Regions from separate parts of the Zea mays genome. Here region 1 is linked to region 2. A link is a contact called in public Hi-C data. All regions are on one chromosome and are shown on one strand. The core of a region is the stretch at or near the end of the contact, and the rest is flanking DNA. Distances in the headings are between cores, read along the strand shown.

Evidence for each region. A called contact is a pair of places that touch in the nucleus more often than the background predicts.
Region 1: a Hi-C map of endosperm shows a contact between it and region 2, with 2.7 times the contacts expected there. The contact joins the promoter of LOC542123 here to the promoter of LOC103636219 in region 2. A contact is called at or near these places in 2 of 25 Hi-C or Micro-C datasets (ear and endosperm).

Annotation. Positions count from the first base shown.
Region 1 is chr8:158,185,913-158,189,206 of Zm-B73-REFERENCE-NAM-5.0, forward strand. LOC542123 (single myb histone 3) reads left to right here and starts at 1,863. Exons shown (of 6, transcript NM_001111755.1): 1 at 1,863-2,137. The coding sequence starts at 1,988.
Region 2 is chr8:157,876,718-157,879,733 of Zm-B73-REFERENCE-NAM-5.0, forward strand. LOC103636219 reads left to right here and starts at 1,261. Exons shown (of 7, transcript XM_008658574.4): 1 at 1,261-1,952; 2 at 2,057-2,189. The coding sequence starts at 1,363.

The DNA of each region.
Region 1 (3,294 bases), core at 613-3,112, 310 kb after region 2:
GGGCGGAGCGGAGTTCGCCGTCTTCCGGGTCTTAGCCCGAGTCCGAGCCCTGGGGTCGGGCGGAGCGGAGTTCGCCGTCTTCCGGGTCTTAGCCCGAGTCCGAGCCCTGGGGTCGGGCGGAGCGGAGTTCGCCGTCTTCCGGGTCTTAGCCCGAGTCCGAGCCCTGGGGTCGGGCGGAGCGGAGTTCGCCGTCTTCCGGGTCTTAGCCCGAGTCCGAGCCCTGGGGTCGGGCGGAGCGTAGTTCGCCGTGGCAAGGCCTGACTGCCTGTCAGACTCACTCTGTCGAGTGGCACTGCAGTCGGAGTGGCGCAGGCGGCGCTGTCCTTCTGTCAGACTGGCCAGTGGAGCGGTGGAGTGACGGCGGTCACTTCGGCCCTGCCGGGGGCGCGTGTCAGGATAGAGGTTTCAGGCCACCTTTGCGTTTAATGCCCCTGCAATTTGGTCAGTCGGTGTGGCGATTTAGTCAAGGTTGCTTCTGAGCGAAGCCAAGGCCTCGGGTGAGCCGGTGATGTGTCCGCCATAAAAAGGGGGCCTCGGGCGAGACGGAAGTCTCTCGAGGTCGGCTGCCTTTGGCCGAGGCTAGGCTCGGGCGAAGCGTGATCGAGTCACTCGTGTGGACTGATCCCTGACTTAATCGTGCCCATCAGGCCTTTGCAGCTTTATGCTGATGGGGGTTACCAGCTGAGAATTAGGCGTCTTGAGGGTACCCCTAATTATGGTCCCCGACAACTTTATTCCATTTTAGTTCATAAATTGTTAAATAGGGAAACTAAAATAGAGTTTTAGTTTCTATATTTAGTAAATTATGGACTAAAATGGAATAAAATTGAGGGACTAAAAATTAGTCCCTAGAAACCAAACACCCTCTTAGTGTGCGTTTGCTTGTAACGACAGAATGAGATGGGATAGACAATTCCTTAAATAATCAAATAAGTTTGTTTGTTTCCGTATCATGGATTAAGATAGTATTATCCCAGTATTATCTCAATTGTCCCTAAAAATTGGAGGGATGAGAGAGTACGTCAGGGGACGTCCATGTCCTACCTGTCCTCAGCTGTCCCGTAAACAAACGCATCGTCACCTGACTAAACTTTAGATACTCTGTTTGGTTCTAATGACTAAATCTGACTAAAGAGCATTAATTGGTGCGAATAATTGCATTGTCACTATTAATTAGTGGATGTCTGCTGCACGAAGAAAGATGAGAGAGCAAATAAGGTAAAAATTCTACTTTAGTCTCTTTTAGTCACCCCACTTTAGTCACCATGTTTGTTTCTCTAGAGACTAAAAGTGATTAAAGTTTAATCACTAAACTTTAGAGGGTGTTTGGTTTTTAGAAACTAATTTTTAGTCACTCCATTTTATTTCATGTTAGTCTCTAAATTGGCAAATACATTTTGTTTTGTCACCCAAACCAAACAGGACTGAGCAATTACAATAGTTATGTAAATTTTATCTCTCTAAATCATAAATTTAAGAAGTTGCTAAATAACTTTAGAAATAAAAAAATGTGAGTTTCCAATAATTCTCTAAATATATATTGTAGTTTTATTTTGTATTTATCCACATAAAAAAGTTACAAATATCATCAATTAACTTTATTATCTATATAATGGAGTCAATATGTTTATTTAAGGAGTTGCTAAATGATTGTCAAATATAGAAAGAAAATAAGGTTATATGATAAATTTGTTAAATTTAGAAAGTTTATTTAGAGAACAATTGGAGATGAGTTTTTATGTTAATTAATTATCTAAATTATTAATCTAGCAAGTTTTTTAAAGAACCGCTGAACTTGCTCTAAACACCAGATCTATACCCACCCAACCTTCACCCCACCCCGCCCAACAAAAAAGCATATACGTTAAATAAAATAAATTAGAAAGCTATCTATCCAGGTGGATTAGGGTTTTTGCCTCGGCTAGCAGTAGTAGCTAATTTGGACGCAGGAGATACGGAGTAGGGCGAACCGCGAGGAGAGCAAGCTATGGGCGCGCCGAAGCAGAAGTGGACGTCGGAAGAGGAGGATGCGCTCCGCCGTGGCGTTCGCAAGCACGGCGCCGGCAAATGGCGGACCATCCAGAAGGACCCCCAGTTCAGCCCGATCCTCTCCTCCCGCTCCAATATCGACCTCAAGGTATCTTCCCCTGCATCTCCCCGCCGCTCCCCATCTACCTGGCCGTGCCGGTGCTAGCCGTGCGCGTCCCTATATCTTATATATCGGATCCTTTTGCTCCTCGACTAGTCCCGACTTCTCGTGATGTTTCGTACGTCGTGTGCTTCTGAACGTGTGTTGATTTCCCCGTGCATCACTCCCTCTCTATTAGTTGTGTGATGGGTTTAGGACTTTAGGGTGCTTGGTGGTCTCCCTGCTGGCTGCTGCAGTTTTGTCGGTAGTACCGTAGTAGATTTGGGCCATCGAAGGCGAGATTTTGTGTTCGGGGTAACTGATAAATGTAGGCGAAGGTTGAAATGGCCGTGTTATGCTGCCGAGGGATGCTTTGATGTGATCATTTTGCTCAAGGACAATGATGCTGTGGTGGTCATGGACACGCAGTGTCGGATTACATGTGGCAGTATGAATGTTTTATGATCCGGGTGTATGGTGTAAATTTAAGCTGTTTTCATATTTGTGAACAATTGATAATCTTATAGTTGAATTCAATAATGTTGCTGATCACATGTTGAAACAGATTTTCTGAAAGAAGCGAATCACATACATATTACTTTTGATGTCCTCTTGCCCGTGGATGTTGCCCTTGTGCCTTTGCTTATTAGGAATTTACTTTAATGAATGGGATTCATTTTCTTGTTTCTTTACATAGTTTTGATTGGTTTGAGTACCTGATCATGTGATGATGATTCATGAGTAGGTGATTTCTTAAATCACATTCTTTTTGTTTGATGACAAATGCAAGCATGCCAGCGAAGAGGCACTCTAGTCAGTGACTCAACGTGCTCAGCAGTTATTGCTGTTGGGATAGGATTCAGTGTGATAAATTTGAAGGATATCCTGCTAATGATACCACACTGTACAGGGATTCATGGTTGGGAAGATATTGCCCTCAAGAAGTTTCTTAGAGTTTTCAACCTTAGCAATTTAAGGCCATGGTATTTTAATGAAATCCGCAAATACATTCTTTCTCTGCTGCCCCCTCTGATTCCAAATATAAATCATTTTAGGATTCTGGTCGGTCAAACTTATTTGACTTGGACAATTGGACTATCAATATATGTAAGGTAGCATAGATTCATAACACATGGTTGATGTTACTAGATTCAACATGGAAAAGT
Region 2 (3,016 bases), core at 11-2,510:
ATCGATAGAATGACATATACCTGCAAAAAAGAAATCAAATAAAAAACAAGGGCATTGTTGACTTTGTGTGTTAGATAACAATAATCTGCATTTGTATAATCCAGACTACCAAACAGCTATATACAGATTATAATCTAGACAGATTATAATCTGGATTATATGATCTAGATTATAATCTAGATTATATAATCTATAATCTGAAACAAACAGGCCCTAAGGATCTGTTTGTTTACCCACATGGATTATATAATCTGGATTATTTTTGGAGGATTATATAATCTGGATTATATAATCTGGATTATATAATCTGAGTAGTCCTGTTTGTTTACCCAGATTATTTGAGTTGTTAATAGGATTCTTTTGTATGAGTAAGACAAAAATGCCCTCTATATTTGTACTAGGTTGAAACTCATATGTGAAAAAAAATAATTCAATTGACATTGGCAAATATTGCATTAGCAATATTATCACGGAAGGCATTCATGTCACCTTCTTCATCCCAAATTGACTAGTACTAGGCGCAAAAACGATTCGGTGGATTATAATGACAATGGTGGGTAATTTCTAGAAAACTTGAAAGGGTAGTGGGGAAGTGGGAAAAAATAATCTGAAATAAGCACCTCCTCACTTGCTTATGGATTATCATAATCCAAGGAGTTAGATTATATAATCTGGACAAATAAGCTGGACTGTTTGTTTGACTCTTAGGATTATTTAATCCAGATTATATAATCTGTGGGGTAAACAAACAGGCCCTAAGTTTATTTGGTAAAGCGTTTATTTTACCAGCGTGTCGTCAACTGGCGTAACCATTATCCTTGCTCTTAGAGCAATGCCATGTGGCCCACTGGCCCTGCAGCTGAAACACAATCTACGTATTTGGGACCTTGGCTTCGGACGACAACTTTAAACAAAACCTCATTTGTAAGGAAGAAAGTTTAGTTTCCGCAAGTTACATTACCAGATTCTAAATTATATAAAGATTTCTAAAGAACAGCGAATCTCGAAGCCTATCGTGCCCCATGCGCATCTAGAGCCTTGTTGCAAACGCGGCCTGCACCCATTTTCTTGCTGATCAACAGACGTAAATATTTGAATCCACAAGCCCAAGTCCCACACGTCACATACACTTGGGAACGCAGAAAATGCCGAACACACGACACGCTTTTTCCCATCCACAGACTTAAAGCTATGGAGACAAAAATTCCCAACTCCCAACGTGAAAAATTACTACTAGTAGGTCAAAACAGAAGGTTTAGAACGCAGAAATTTTTATAGATGTCATACATGGTTTTACAAGAATCGATTTTGTTTTTACAGAAAATAGGACATTTTACCATGTAGCAAAGGGAGATTTATTACATGGCCGGCGTCAACGCAAACGCAATTTACGCAAATATGCAATCACGCAAGCCGTGTTTGCACCGAAGGGTCACGTCCCACAAGCCGAGCGCCTCGAACCCGTCGTCGAAGGCCACCGGTCAAGGTCAATCCACCACCATGCCAGCGGGCAGCGGCCCAACCGACAACGCGCAAGCGAAGCGGCGAGGAAGGCCGATCCTCCCGCTGCCCTGCATCGCCCGCACGGATTCCACCCCTTCCAACCAAAAAGCGATACAATTGCTTCCTTCGGCAAAAAGTCTCCTCCTGCTTCCTTCCCCCTGTTCTGTTCCCCTTGGCAGCAGGCGGCAGCGGCAGCCTGCGCCCTCCCGCGTGCGTGAGAGCCCGAATCTTTCCATATTCCAATCCACCGCCGCAGCGACAAAAGGGAGTCCCCCCTCCCCGCCTAGGTGGAGGTTGGCAGGTATTTGGTGTCGCGCCCGGTTTGGATTTGGCTGGATTCGAATCAGGCCGGAAGACACAGGTCCGTGCCGCGCGGCGGGGGCGGAGATGCACAAGAGCAAGGGGAAATTCTCCGGCGTCCTGCACAAGGGCTTCAAGCCTGACAAGTGGTCTGTGGAGATCGATTTCTGTTGCTCCCGGCTGGATGCCGAAGGATGGGGTAACCTACCTAACGTCTGCTTTATTTTTTTTTCTTCCTACGATGGTTTCCCAGCAAGACGTCGCTGCGGATGGCGGTGGCCCGGATCAAGCTGCTGCGGAATCGCAAGGAGGTGCAGGTACGCCAGATGCGTCGCGAGGTCGCGCAGCTGCTCGAGGCCAACCAGGACATGACCGCGCGCATCAGGGTACGTGCCTTCCCCGCCACCTGGTTACCTCCCTAATGGTTCATCTCGTTCGCCATTTCACCCTGCCCATTGGTCCGAATTTGACTCGATGCGCCTCCCAGGCTTCCATTCGTGGTAGCACAGTTGACCTTGTGGTTGTAGAGTTCGATAACGCGTCGCGTGGACTTGGCTTCTGAAGCTGGAGCATTCTGGCCTCAAGCTGAGTACAACTTAGTTGCCCGTTGCAGCCTAGGTGTTTGTTTATATGCGTGCTAATGGACAGAATGTCTGCAATTCGGGGTGGATGTGCATGCTCTGCCTAGGTAGGCCGTGGTTTATGATTGTTGGACATGTAGCCATCTTGCTAACCGTGGACTGCAATGATTTTTGATAATTGGGACTTGTTTGATAATATTTTAGTGGTGGTTATTCCGCGTCATGTGCCTTCCCTGTGCACGCCAGCACATACACTGTAGCCTGAGTTTGTCCACTGGTGGTTATTGTGCGGAAGAGAGTTTGTTCTTCTGAATATCTGGTTTTCTGTATTGCTTTGTTCAACGCTGATGTTCCATTGGGCATTGGATTCTCGCAGATATAAGTGTCAAAGTGTGTGATTTTCTTTCCTGGTTTATGTAGAACCAATGCAGCTGATTATACTTGTTCCATATTTACTCTTGCATGCCTGTCTCTGCAAACGTATGTGCAGAAGTATTTAATGCTGTACACAACTTTCTTCTGGTACTGCTGTCCTGGTAGGTAAACTCTGTTAGGCTCCAACTTACAAGCCATATAACATGACTAGGTCGTTTTAGTTCAGATGAAATGTGCACAAACAACCGTTGTAACAT